2 separate regions of the Cricetulus griseus genome follow, and region 1 is linked to region 2. Evidence: chromatin contacts called from public Hi-C data. All regions are on one chromosome and are shown on one strand. The core of a region is the stretch at or near the end of the contact, and the rest is flanking DNA. Distances in the headings are between cores, read along the strand shown. Region 1 has its middle 170 kb from the start of Dusp10. Region 2 holds the start of LOC100773462.

Region 1 (7,567 bases), core at 3,266-5,765, 170 kb after region 2:
ACACACACACACACACACACACACACACACACACACACACAAATAAAAAATAAATCTTAAGGAACATGAGAGTATTAAAATAAAAAATAAGGTAAAGCCAAAACAATACTTAATTTGTAGGTAGGGAGACTCTGGAACAAAACTAAAACAAGAAAAAAGAAAAGAAAAGAAACTAAGGAAAAGAAAAACTATTGTTCCTAAATGGAAAAATTCATAAACAAAATTAGATGACGATTTGAAGGATAATATCAAGTAAAATATTAATGAAAATTAAAAATCAATACAATTAAAATCCTCCTAAATGTATGGGAGGGGCAAAAGAAAAGAAATCACATGGGAAAGACAAATCAAACAAACTCATTTTTCCCAGTGTTTCCAACTGTAATCCTTCCAGTGAGTCAGCTCCAGCTTGCTGAACTAGGAGCATTCTATAACACTTGCAAGTAGGTGGAGAAAGAATGTTCCTCTCTAGATTACAGCTTTGCTTTGTTTCTCTTTTCTAATTAGTATATTAAAGAATTTTTACTGTTCCTGCTCTTCAGCATCTCTGACTGTATGCTGGGGATCCCAAGGAGGCAGAGCCACTGTCATCACCCTAAAACACTGGGCCAGGGCCTGCTCCATGCTGGCTTTCTGGCACTTCCTTGGTGTGTCAATACTCCAAGTTTCCATAATCCCGAATCTTGATCCCTTTTCAGTGTTTCAGAGAAATCAAGGAAGTTAAACAGAGAGGAGGTTTCTGTCTTCCCTAAGAGACTCAATGTTTGCCTGCCCTTGGTCCTCCACCTTCCTGGAAAGAAGCCACCAGGAGGGGCCACTCAGTGCCATCCTGCTTTGCCGTTTGTTGCCTTGCTGTAGGCTGAAGCTGAGCTGGAGGTCCAAGTGTGAAGGACATGAAAAGGCCTTGGCTTCAAAGTCCTGACTATTCTGGAGTGAGGAAGGCACAAGAACAGAGTTGATGCCCCGTGGGTTTGGACAAGACCTCAAAGCAGAATGGTGAGTGACCAGGACCAGGATATCATTCTTCAGTGACAGGGTCCTAAGTGGAAGGCATCCAGGACATGAGAGGATGAAGAAGTCAAAAAAGCTGGTGTCAGGACATCTTGCACAAGCTACATTTTATGCCAAACAACTTTATTAGTAAGTAGAGATTCTTTTATACAGTTTTTAAGGGGAGAAATGGGACAAAGTCAGTAGAAGCCAACCAAGCAAATTTGCACAAGGGGGACACAGACTATGTCAGGGGTGTCACAGTCCAAGCTCACAGCAGTGTTCACACAGATAACTCCACTCTCTTGTGGGGGACAAGTTTACAGTAACCAAAAACTTAATTGCTTCACAGCTCAGACTCATCCTAGGCCTTGTCAAGTCTGCTCCTGGGCAAGGACTGGGAACTAGGCTCCTTTTGTCTTTTCATTGGGGCTGGCTCTCAACAGGTAAGGAAATAGGAACAATAGTTGTAGCTATTGCAACTGAGAAGGAAAAATAAGCAAAATGGGACCTTGTGCTAATTTTCCAGGTGCCAAGTTGGTTTCTTTCTGTACATAAAGGTTCATCCTGTTGAAATATGAAATGAAGGTCCCTTATCCTATAATGGCTGTAACACGTCCACTTAAGCAAATGAAATGTAATTCAATGTAAACAACAAAAAGTTTGATATTGTCCTATCAGAAACCAAATAATCTGTAGCTAGAAACCAGCAATCAAAACCAACAACCCTGTCTGGGAAATTTTCCCTGTAGCTGATCCAATATTTTCTTTGTGTTCTGTGTTAGTCAGGGTTCTCTAAGGGAACAGAACTAATAGAATGAATACATACATACATACATACACACATACATACATATATATGAACACATACACACACATATATGTATATGTATACACACACACATATATATATATGTACACACATATGTATATATACACATATACATACATTCATTAGAGTGATTTACAGGCTATGGTCCTGCTAGTCTAACAATGGCTGTCTCCCAACAGAAGTCTGAGAATCCAGCAGCTATTCAGTCCATGAGGCTGGGTGTCTCAGCTGGTCTTCAGTATAAATTCCTGAAGAAGTAGGTTCGAATGCCAGTGACTGAGAGCAGGGCAGACAGGTAGACAAAGAGAAATCCTTCCTTCTTCTAATCCTTTACATAGGCTGCCACAAGGTGTGGCCCAGATTTAGGGAGGGTCTTCCAATCCTGACTATCATTTGACGAAACAGCTTCTTACTGGGGTCATTAGACTCTGAGGATCCCACGGGCTTTTAGTTAATTTCAGATGGAGAAAAATTGACAACCAAGAACTTCACCCTCCAGTGGGTCTCTGAATGATGTGGTCTAATGTTGTATTGAATGGGACATTTAAGTCAAATCATGGCAAGTTTAGGGCTGGGATGGAGGTCAGTGGTAGAGCATGTGCTCTGCAAGGGAAGGACCCAGGGTCCTCACACACGCTCTGCACATGTTCTTCATTGTGTCTGAGTCTGTCGTCTACCAATCTTCACATGAATTGTTGTTGAATACCTACTGCTTTTTGTAATTCAGAAAAACTGGCCAGGAAAGGGTAAGGAATCCTTTCACATTCACAGTGTAGGAAGGGCAGTACGCCACCTGAGTTCATGACGAGTATGAATTCCAGTAACACCGGACCTTGACCTGGGCTGTAAACAGTTCCTCCAGGGGAGAATGGGAAGTTTACAGGTGTGTGGGAGGTGAGGTGGGGTGGCGGCTTAGGAGCACTACCTCTGGGGTCTGATTGGGCTAGTGGTCAGAATTTCATGGCAGCTGCACTCAGGTTTGATGAGTAAGGAGGTGGATGACACACAGCCACGTGTGCTATTCCAAGCCTGGTGCTTTACGGAGTCAGGAGCCACAGAACTGGAATGATTCAGTTGATTCCACACATGAAAGGTGATGCTTTGACAACACTGTGAAGGATGGGTTGGAAAGGGGGTGGAATTGTGTTGATTCACTCACTCATTTCCAGACATGATGAACAGACCCCGGGGTGAGGGGCAGAGAGGAAATGATAGTATCCTACAAAAGAGACGACGGCTGAGCCAGTCCTTGTCCTCCTGTGACCTCTCAATAGATGAAGAAGACCCAGCAGAGCCCATGGGGTATGCATTTAGCACTCTAGGGATATCAGAACTGTCTAGTGCTCTCTAAGATCTCTGGGGTCACACTATAGTATTACTTTTAGCAATAGCAGCTTCTGAAGGTTTTTAAATCTCTACAAGGTTGTGTTGGAAATCAGTGTGGTCATCAGAACCTCAGGGTGCACTGATACAATGGGAGACAGACCTATAGAAATTTGATACAATGTCTTACAAACCCTCCCGGGTAGATATTCTATAAACCGAAGACAGAGAAGAGTGAGCTCCAACCCAAGCAGGTCTTTAACACTACTTCTATCATGAGGGGTGTGTGTGTGTGTGTGTGTGTGTGTGTGTGTGTGTGTCCACACACATGTGCATGCATGCACATGCAGGGTACTTAAACACCAGCCATGCTTTCCTGAAAGGGAGGTAATCAGGATCCAGGAGCTAGATACTGGTGTTCCTGGACCCTGTCGTCTGACTCATGATATTCAAGACCACTTCAGTCACAGCAGTCCTCAGAGAAGATGAGGCTTCAGTCCAGGAAGCCCTCAGCAGAGTCCCTGGAGAGTTGGAAGGCTGACCCAAAGGTAGTGGCAGGAGTGACTTCACTAAACACATGGATGAAGCACACTGCAATCACACGGCCTCGAGAAACTCAAACAAGGCCAAGAGGATGTGAGAAAGTGAGATTGGAATGTTGGCTCACTCACAGTCACACTGACTCTAACAGTAAACAAAAGCAGGTGACATTCTTTTCTTTCCATTAAAAAGCAGTGACTGATGTCATCTCCATCCCCACCAAAGAACTCACTTCTCCAGTGCTCACCCAATGGCTTCTTCCCCTTCTGTGGCTTAGGGTGGCAACAGAGACAATGCCCAGCTTTCTAAGAGTTAAGTGTCCTGGCCCCTGCTTCACCCCTGATGGCTTTCTGAGTACTCTTTGCTTCCTTTCTTCATTATGAAGACAAGCCATGAAATGCTGGCTTTGGAAGCATAGATTTCTCTCCAAGATCTCTTCCAGTTCAACTATCTCATGTCTGTGCCCCTCTCCTTGCTCCATTTATTTGACTCTTTTCTCTGTTTTTTCTTGCTTATACAATCTAGCCTGTGTGAGTAATGTTCATATGCTTGTGAATACAGTTGGTTCTTTGTGATCTGTGATAATACGAGATGGGTCATGTGGATAACCCCAACTGCAAACGCTGCTCCCGTATACAACTGAGGAACATTCCAGCCTGACTAACAATCTAATATTTGGTTTGGACTGCACCCCTGTAGGAGCCGTTAGCTAGTTAGTAGCATGTGTATAGAGAGATTAATTGGTGTACCCTGGGGAGTAATAGGTCCTGAGGCTGGGATTCCCACATTGGCCAAATGTCTTCTACCAAGTAATAGGGTGTTTCAAAATGAGATCTGTTTAGTTTACATGATTAATGCTTCAGTTGATGAGGCATAGCCTGCACTCAGGGACAGGGTGGAGGCTGAGGTAAGATAAGGTAAACACTTATTGGAGATTTTATCACCCCAATGACTCTCAGGACCAAGTGGGACTACATATCTTTACTCCAGAGTGATTCAGCCAGCAGGGGCTCCTTAGGATCTGATGTCACTTTGATGTATCCTGTGGGTGTCATTGCGCTGAGTGAGCCCCTTAGACCTTTATGACATGGGATGCAACACCATAGGGAGATTAGCTCTCATGTGCCTTCCATGCTCCCAATTCAGAAGCCCACAGATCTGCAATGAAAATGGACAACTCCACAAATTAAATGAAAATGAAATCTTAATCAAAATGTAGAGGTGTCACTTTGCTTTTCCCATATAAAGCTCCATGCCTAATAAAACATGACATTCCTTAATGTCGATAATGTTTTCTCTAAGGTATAAATTATTGCCATTTACCTAGAAAGCTAATTTTGTAACTGATTCAAGAGCTTTAAAAATCACTTCACAATATGTGAAAAATAAACATATCATGTTCATGGCAATCATCCTAGGATCATAGCCTGCTGTGCTACCAAACCCCTCCTCTAGTGATCTAGTTTTTAACAGGCTCCTCGTGTTTAATTGTAACCCAACAGTTACTGTAGAAATGGGATCAATGATCTTAGGCATAAAACTGAATGGATTGAAAACACCATACAAAACTCTTGATTATTGGTAAGAGGTGTAAAATTATTATACGAGACTCTAGGCTTCAAAGTTCTATGTGTTGCTTCAGTTTATGATAAACTTTGATTTCTTTTTTGTCATCAAAACTGCATGTTCACTTAACCCTTGGAAAATACAGTAAAGACATCAAAGAAAATGTTAACGAGCTATAATCCAATATTCAGGGATACCTACAAGTAATTTTTTGATTTATTTATTTTATTCTTTTTTCTGAGTTCCAAGATAGTTTGATTATAAATAGATGAGTAGCTTCATCATGATGGTGAAGATATATAAATTAAAGATGGTAGACAGGTGGATGAAAGGTAGTGTCCTAGTTATCTTGAACTGTCAACATGACACTACTGAAGTCTCAACTGAGGGATTGTCAAATCAGGTTGGCCCATGAACATGTCTGTAGGAGACTATCTTAATGTAGGAGGGCACAACTCTCTGGGCAGGTGGTCTGCTACTGGATAAGAAAGCTAGCTAAGAGCCAGACAGTGGTAACACACGCCTTTAATCCCAGCACTCAGGAGGCAGAGGCAGGCAGATCTCTGTGAGTTTGAGGTCAGCCTGGTCTACAGAGTGAATTCCAGGACTGGCACCATAGCTCCTGGGAAATCCTGTCTCAAAATATCAAAAGAAGAAAAAAGGAAAGAAAAGACAGCTAGCTAGCTTAGCATGCGCCTGCACACATGAACCATCGGGCAGCATTGTTCATGGTTTCTGCCAACTTCCTCGGCTGGAAGTGAGTTTCATATTTAGATGTAATGCTGTGTTGATCAGTGTCTTCTTTGCCTTCAAGTTCTTGCTTGCCCTGACCTCTCACAAATATGGACTGTAACCTGTAAGCTTAAATAATCCTTTTCCTCTCCTGCATTGCTTCTGATCAGTGTTTTATTACAGCAACAGACAGGAAACTAGGACAGACAGGAGGGGAGGTAGAAGATAGAAAGGCAATTGATAGGTGAAGATAGATGGACAGACAGATAATTGATAGACATTATTAAAATACTTTTGTGGTTTATATTTTAGTTGTTCATAAGAATTTTCATGTCACTTTTTTCTAATGTATTAGATATCAGACATTTTCTAAAAATATTTTCTAATTTTATGTTTATATTTTCATATTTAATTTCATCCAAGTATGATGATTTATTATACATTTCTATATTTTATTACTGAAATAAGGTTTCCAATCCTTACTTCCCATAATTTGATCATAATAACCTTTTATAAAGATGTTTGAGGCCCTTGAATAAATGGTCAAAAAGCTCTCCAGATACATGGCAACCATTTATAGCTCGACTTACAGTCAGACAATACCTCTTTGGCATTGCAGTTCCATGATACTTGAAGCTTTGTGAAGGAAAAGACAAGTGGTATCTCAAGGTTTTATTTTTAGTTAATTTGTACAGTTGACCACTTTTCATATACTTCCAGCATGTTCTGTTTAGGATCTTTGCCAATTTTTCTATTGAGATCATCATTACTTGTATGAGCTATTACAAACTTTAAATGAAAATACATATGTACACATACATTAATCCTTTCTTCATTTATATTTGTCTTCCAATTTTGTTGATGATTTTAACACTCAAACTTTTAAAATTTTCCTGTTTTCAACTCTCTTTGCTTTTACATCATTAATACTCTATTGCTTTTATGATTATAACTCAGTCGATACTTTGAAGGTTGAAGAATATTTAAATTTTCTTGTTTTGTTTTTTTTCAACATTTAACTTCATAGTTCATCTTTTTTCTATTTTTCATATATTATGATGGGAAGACTTAGGGGGAGACTTTTCCCCAGACTACTAGACAGATAATCCACCTGTGCAGAATGCTTGACTTATTAAACTCTGATACACATAGTAGGTGCTGTGGTGTGTTGTCTAGACTTTCCTTGAATAATGAAGAATCTATCTCTCTACTTTGGAGAAGCCAGCACTAAATTGTTGTTCTTCTCAGGATTACCTCAGAGGAAATAAAATCTGCTTAAGGAGGGTCCTATCTCCTCTGGAGGCAGCCTCATCCAGCCACTGGACCACGTGGAGACACAGAAGCTCAGCTGTGCTGGTAGCATCTCAGCCCACACTTGTCTGTATGACCAAAACCTTTGTCATCTCCCTTCTACCCGAACCAGCTCATCTCCGCTCTGCACAGCAACAGAGCAGCCCCTAAGGCATGTCTTGCCACCCAGTCTCCACCCCAGAATTGGGAACATAGCCTCTGACTACATATATGAACAATCTACAGATCTAAAATTAGTAAAGTTTCAAACATTGAACATTTATTTCCAAGAGC
Region 2 (7,319 bases), core at 3,956-6,455:
AAATAACCCAACCTCTACCACCAGAGCGTCTTCCAAGCTGGCCGCCACTGCGTTGCACCAATCCGAAATGACGAGCCCTCAGCGCAGCTGCCCAGGGCGCCTGGTGGTGAGGTCAGCAGCGTGTCCAGCCCCGCCCCACTGAGGCAGTCTTACTCTGACACTGATGAGCAAGTCCAGGCTCGGTGATCCTCAGATGTGTCTACAGGAGAGGATGATTCTGGTCCCCAAGAGAGACATTTCTCAGCAAGTGATAGGCCACCCCTCCGTCCACCAAGCTCCATAGCAAGAGAGAGGATAGATCCCTACACCTCCCAATCAGCCCCATGTTCTAGTTCAGAGTCATCATAAAGTGAGGTGTTTGGTACCTCTTCTTAGATCACCTATTAAAAAAGGGGCTATGTTTTTTAACCAAACCTATCCCAACTACAGGAGGAAAAAAAAAAAGCCAGCAAAGTTATTTGTCTTGGTTAACCAAGACAAAATGTTACACTTGGGGAATTTGTAGATGGTGTTTTCTCATCTGCAAAAAAGACAAGACAAGATCATGCTGAGAGAAAGCCAGCCAAACAAGAATTCAGAGGTAAAGAATAGGGCTACCCCCACATAACTCTGACATATTTGTGACTCTAAGAAAACTTACTGGCACCATCGTAACAGTGACTTGAGCTACCAGAACCATGAAGAACTGTGAGCCCACATGCTCCAAGGAAAGCTGTGTCTTTGTGACAGGTGTCTACCAAGACAGCAAAGGGTTAGGGAAGCGCATCTCACAGCAAGGGTGACTAGAGCATGTTTCTAAGAGCCTTGCAGACTGCATCACTTGGGAGGGACGGAGAATGGATAGAGCTGTCCCACAAAGACAAATCCTAGCTTGCAAGGCCTAAGCAGCCTGTGCCAACTTAAATATGAAAAGTGCTCAGAGGAGCCTGGCAACACTGATAATCAATGATGCTTTAGAACTTTGCTGGAGATGTGACAGGACTCACTCCCCAATGGCTCAAAATGCAAACAAAGATAGTTATCAGTCACCAGGACGACCAGGTAGATGCTATCAGAAGAGTGATGCTCAGAGCAAGTGAGCCGTGCACAAGGTCAGGGCAACCCTGCACGGAAGAAGATCAGAGAAGACTGGGTCATTTGTTCCTCTTGGGGGTTCCAATCATCATGTTAGGAGAAAGTGAGGCATGACTCCTTGGGAAGAACCAGAAGCCAATTGTGGTTAGGTGACACTAAAAAGAACAAAAGGTTTGTAGGGAGTTCATATCTCCATCCCCCGGGAGCTTTCCTGGAGGAATGGATGTATTTGGAGAAGGTACCCCTTCAATGCAGCATTAAAATAAAAATGTCTGCCTTTGTTGAAGATAACTTTATAAACAACGTGAAAGTCAAGACAATCAGACAGGTGAGAAACGCAAGCGTTTCCCACACAAAGGTGGCACCTGAAGATATATCTAATATGTGCCATGTATACTGCCTCCTCTGGGCCATCAGCATTAGCTAGTTCTTGAGAAACAAAGACTTTCCAACCACTCACAGACTGAATCTATAGAGCTCCCAGAGAAGCCACGACTTGAGATAACACCTTGGTTGTATAAAGCACCGTTTGAAAACCCTATCAGGTGAAATGTCTTAGGCAACACAGAAGTCAGATCAAGGCTGGGAACTCAGATCTGGATATCACCGCATTGCTACTTAGATTTTCTCATTGCATGAAAATAGTAAGAAGAGAGTAGAAGAAAGACAAGAAAGGCTATTTTGGTTCACAGTGTCTGGGGAGAAACAAGAAGGCTGCCACTTCTAAGAGACTCTCAGGAGGGAACCTAGCTGATCAGGACAGTATTGGGAAAGGAGTTGGGGATCATTACCTTTCAACACCACGGGTTCTTTGCCTTCTCTCTTCAGGGACTCCAGGACTATGTGAAGTGGCTGGGACGGCATCACTCGGCTCGGCTCATTGGTATTCTCATCATAAACTATAATTTCTTTGGAAAAGATCCTCTTGAAAGAGTCTTTGCCTTCCCTACAGGAAATCAAGTCTAAGACAGTGATCTTGCCCTGCTGCAGCCTCCGCCGGCTGATCTTATCGGCACAGTTAATGTGGACAGCTCCTTGGATATGACTCTTATTGTACTCCATGAAAGGCCTGCAGTCAATAATGACAGGACCCTGGCTGGACAGGTGACTCTTGCTGCATTTGGTCATCTTCTTCGCCAGGTCATTGGGGTAGATGATTTTGATGCTGGCTAGCTGCTTGGGAGTCCCTGACACAGGGCTGCCCACCCCACCCGATGGACTTAAAGAGCCTGTGTTCTCATTGTTGTTGACCATCTGGTTAGCAGGGCAGGTGGTCGAGGTTCCTATGGCGGTGGTGGCAGTGCCAGCGGCAATGGCTTGAGTCTGGGCCTGGTGATCCTTGTCGTAGGTTGTCACCGTACAGCAGCTAGTACTGCTGCATCCACAATTGAGGGAGCGGGCAGAGCCGCTGGATGAGGGCATATACGTCAGATTCGCAGCCTTGAGGGTCACAACAGCGGTGGCAATGACAGGAGGGTGGCTACTGCTGCCTGGGGTGGCAGAGCCAAGGTAGCTAGAGTCTAAACAAAGGTTGAGATCCTGAGGTCGGACAGGCCTAGACAGTGTCACTACTACCCTGTCGTCTAAAGGAGATGGAGGCATGAGGAGGCTGAAAACTGGCAATTCAAGAAGAACTCAAGAGTCTGTAAAGAAGGGGAAGAAGGAAAGAAAGAATAAAGTCATGTGGCACAAAAGGCAGTCTCATCCAATCCCTGGGAAAGACCTCTGCATATCTCAGAGCAAAGTCAGCATCCTCCCAGGTGCCCTTGGTCATGATGCCATCAAAGCCTGAAATTCACTTTGATGTATTCAGAGAGGACACATCCTTGAGGGACCCCATGCATTCTGATGCTAAGTCGAAGGTTAAAATTGGAAGTGAGGTTAGAAATGGTAATTGGCATCCTTTCAGGGACCCAATCAAAGTTCAGCCTTCACGGACATAAAGGCACCGAGAACTGGGAACAATGAAGACCTGACAGGGAGGCTCTTAGATTTATTCTGAGCCTCCTCTCCTGGGCAGGAGTCTATTTCACCTGTGATGGATGCATTTGTCCACCCTGGCATGTATTCTGTTTCATTTCTTTGCCCACTGCCAAGGCAAAGAGATAAGCAAGAGCATTGCCAGAGCTCACAGAGATGCACAGAAATGCGTGGCAGCTAAATTTACATGGGGGCAGATGTCAACTTTCTGCTAATGAGGAACGAACGTGTCTTCCTAAGTCAGTCTCCTGGACTAGGAGCTAATCTTGCTTGCTTCCCTTTCTGGCGGCCCCTTTGAAAACCTCAATGCAGTCCTCTTCAAAGCCCTCATGTCTTCTGTGAGCCTCTTCCAAACCAAGCCGCACTAACTGTCCTAAAACCAAGTCCCAAAAGGAGTCAGGTCTGGGAACCCCAACTCGGGCTGCTGACCCATCATGACCCCTTCTTCCTTGGCCCAGCTCACCCTTGACCCCTCCCTGTGCTGTGCCCCTAAGCAAAGAAGGGTTTGGATTTCATCCGGGTGGTACAGACTTTGCATTGACATTGGAGTAGCAACTCTAAAAGATTTTTTCATTCCTATACTGATGTCCCCTCTTGGAGACAGCATGGATTCCATGAAGGCAACTTCACTTGCTCCTTCACCACAGGCAGGCTAATTAGGAAGCTGGGAAGTGGTGCCCACAGGGGTTACCTCTGCCTTCCCCCAAGGGTGCCTGCAATGGGTCACTTCCCTCCTCCTCCTAGGCACAAGGCCACTCTAAACACAGCCATTCTGACTCCTCTACTAGACATGTACACAGCAAAGAAATCAAACCCCAAGCAAGAGCCACTCACCTAAACGAACTTTTAAGATTTGCCTGGAAAAACATTATGGATCATGGGTCTACTCAAGACCGTCACCGTTCTCTGACACCGAGCCAAAGTGTCACCGGCAGAATCCACACAAGCACACACAGGAGCACGTACCCACCCGTGTCGGCATATCCCCACTGACTCAGGTTTCTCTCATCCACCTTTGGATGGGAGCAAAGGCTCCAACCTCCTCCTGCCTTCCTCCCTCCCTCCCTCACCTCCCTGCCTGCCTCCCTTGCGTAGTACTTTATTTATTTGCAGAGCGAGTACTATTCCAGAAGCTTAACTGTGTCCCTGCTAGACCATGGATGCAGTCAAAGTCTTTGCTATTGTGTTACCTGGCAGAGGACGTCCGGGATCAGTAGCCCATTCCCTAGGAGCAGGACCCAAGAACGTGTTCCCAGAGACAGGCTGGTACCAGCACCTCCACACTGAGTGCACGGCTCGCACCCAGGCACGGAGTGCACCGAAATCTGCATCCTTGCAGCAGATAGCTCCAAAGCCATCCAGTCTGGCCCTGGGAAACCTCCCTCAAAAATAGCGCTTCTCCCTTACCCTGTCCCTCGCTAGTCTCCCTTCTCCCACTAAACAGGGACTGGAGCAAAAAACCTCAAGTGGTTAGGGAATGCTCCTTCCTCACTTCTGGGGCACTTAGCATCCCCCTTCCTCGCCACCGCTGGGCATCAGCTAAGCCTTGGGCTTTGAAAACTGCCACAAAGCATCTTAACCGAACCAAAACTCATTTTCCCCCTTCATCCCAGGGCAACCAGACCCAAAAGCCTAAACCTTAGGACCTTCCTTAACTGATGTGGATTTCTCTGTCTCTTACACACACACACACGCGCACACACACACACACACACACACACACACACACGCACACGCACACGCACACGCACGCACACACACAACCCCACGGGACCCTCCAGCCTCGGGCTCTGAGTGGCCGCGATGACTTCCACTTACTTCATCAATAAGCGTAGCCCTCCACCATCTGGCGCCGGCTCCAGCTATGCGCTCGCGCACTGCGCCCCCATTCACTCAGCTTCATTGATCCCCAGCAGCAACACAGAGTTACTTTCTCTTTTGCTACAGCGTAAATGTAAGCTCCGGAGGGGGCGGGGCTACCGCCGAGCGACGTCGCGCTGCACCAATGAGGATCCAGAGCCCGCGGCCCGCTACCTCACAGTGGCCTGTGGCCAATAGACGGCCGAGGGGGCGGAGAGAGAGGCGTGGCCTCGCCGCGGGAAGGAGGCCCGCTCAGACGCGAAGCTGGGTTTGGTGTGTTAGAACGCGGGCGGTGATGTCATTGGCAACCAATCAAAAACTTAAAAGAGCCAGCCCGGGCCCGCGCGGAGCAGCAGCTCTCTATTTACATGTAAACCTAGGCGGCCGCCAGACGCGGTTAACCCTTCCCGGGGCTGAAGTGTCAATGGCTCGCACTGGCCGCTCTGGCTGAAACTGGTTCTCCCGGCGTGGCGGACCCCGGCCTCGCGGGGTCTCCATTCCACTTCGTGACTCGGGGTGGAGGCTCAGGAGTGTCCGGCCAACTTTCCCGAGGCCGGAGGCGACCCGAAGCCGGGTCTCTCCATGGCCGTGACAGCGCAGCGCGGGACGTGAGCGCGCACAGGGCCGGCCTCCCCGCAGCCCGGCTCTGTCCGGCCCGCAGATGTCGCTGCCTCTCCGGCTGCCCTACTGCTCTCCCGCGCGGCGGCTGCGCGCCGTGCTCCTGTTCCCTTACTTCCGTGCCCCGGTCACTCCCCCGCCGTCCCCGGTGTGTTCACAGGAGCCCGACTCGGAACTCGAAGGTGGCAGCCCGGAGAGCTGCGCGGAGGAGGAGGTTTGGCTCTACTCCAGCGGCCACTGGGGGCGCGTGCTGAGCGGCGGCGTGGGCGCCATCCCGCAAGGCTGGGCGTGGCCGGGCTCGCCCAGCGGCCCACCAGCGCCACAGCCCCGGCACCGGCCCTCAACCCAGCCCACCCCGGTCCTGGCCCCTTCCGCTGCCACCTCCCCGATCGCCGTGTCTTGGCACTCGCAGTCCATCCGCCCCGCGGTGCTGGGCCGTCGGCCCTCCGTGGCGCAGAGCCCTCGGAGAGCCAAGGAGCGCCAGCCTGGAACTGCAAGCGCGGGCGGGAAGGAGCCCGAGTTTAGGGTGGTGAACATCCACAATGAGCGGCGCTGGAGGAGCTTGGAGGAGCCGAATCCAGCTTTCTCGGTTCCCCGAACTTTGGCCATCAGAGGGGTCGCTAGTCGCAGCCTGTGTCCGGGGAAGAGAAGTGGGAAGCTGAACAAGCCTGCCAGCGCCTCGCCAGAAAAATATCAGGGAAGCTGCAGAACAGTAACCCTGGAATTCAAAGGAGTGGAAAAGCCTAGATGAACTATGACGACGATGCATCAAAGAATCCTAAAGCAATAGAGCTTTTTATACCTCCCTACCCCCTCCTAGCTCAGAGAGGAAGACCAAATGTCAAGTAATTGAAGTGGAATAAAAACATTATCTGCTCTGTGCAAAGTCCAGCTGTCACTGCTAATGGGAAGTGTTTGAAGGCGTGCTTTAGACCCCAGACGCTCTTTCGCCATTGACGTGTCGATCTAGAATCCGAAGGTATCCAGCCATCACCTTCGGTGGTCCTCTGTCAACTGACAGTGATCTCCTTTGAGTTCTTGCATGCAGGTGCACACTGGTGTTGCAAAAAGATTGTGTGGCCCTTTTCTACCCAAATACACAACCCCCGCCCCCCCCAACACACACACATCCCTGAATGTCAGTGCATGAGTGTCCAGGACACAGCATTTGGTCCTTAGATCTTTGAGAACCACCTAGCCAGTTAGGCTGCCAGAAAAGAAGATCCCATCAAATGTTTCAGGCTTGTAGATGAAATGTCACAGACCGTCGATGAGCACAGTCACTGGAGGTGACTGGAGGTGGCCGGAGGAGTCCCCACAATTCATGGTTTGAGTTCTAGGTATTGAGTCTCATTTTTGTCCTGCAAGATTCCCTGTGTTTATCTGTGTATCTATAAAACGTGACCACCACCACTCCCCACCCCCCACCCCCACCCCTCCACCCCCGCCCAGGAAAACAAAACTGAAAAGGTAGTTGGGAGAGTGAAAGGCATTGCTTTAGAAGGGAGGCACCTCTGCCTAGAGGTACTTACAACCTGTAAATTGTGATTCACAAAGCCCCGAGGTGGGTAATGTGAGAGAGAAACGTAATTCATTTAATGAGATGATTATTTTATTATGGTTTCAAACTAGTAAGTTATTGCAAACCTGTTAAGTAAAAATCTAAGTCATCCAGGCTGGGGGAACTGACAAAACTAACTCATCATCAATCAAACCTGAAGCATGGAATAATTACCAGATTACAAACAAATGCAAAGACATGGAGACTTTTTAAATTAGGCATTACA

Evidence for each region. Hi-C and Micro-C count contacts between places; a contact is called where the count stands out from the background.
Region 1: a Hi-C map of fibroblasts shows a contact between it and region 2, with 3 times the contacts expected there. The contact joins the enhancer-like site here to the promoter of LOC100773462 in region 2. A contact is called at or near these places in 6 of 8 Hi-C or Micro-C datasets (the CHK-Q cell line, the CHL-YN cell line, the CHO-K1 cell line and 2 more).

What each region holds. Positions count from the first base shown.
Region 1 is chr5:10,754,571-10,762,137 of CriGri-PICRH-1.0, forward strand. No RefSeq gene overlaps it. Among named protein-coding and RNA genes, the nearest start is that of Dusp10, 170 kb to the left of the region's middle. Within about 2 kb of position 4,516, at least 2 of the 6 cell types and tissues checked have open chromatin away from gene starts, as enhancers often do. A contact at or near this core is called in the CHO-K1 cell line and fibroblasts, where this site is marked.
Region 2 is chr5:10,586,572-10,593,890 of CriGri-PICRH-1.0, forward strand. LOC100773462 reads left to right here and starts at 5,206. Exons shown (of 1, transcript XM_035445145.1): 1 at 5,206-7,319. The coding sequence starts at 5,576. The coding sequence ends at 6,283. Dusp10 (dual specificity protein phosphatase 10) reads right to left here and starts at 5,030. Exons shown (of 4, transcript XM_027418759.2): 1 at 4,873-5,030; 2 at 1,866-2,717. The coding sequence starts at 2,676.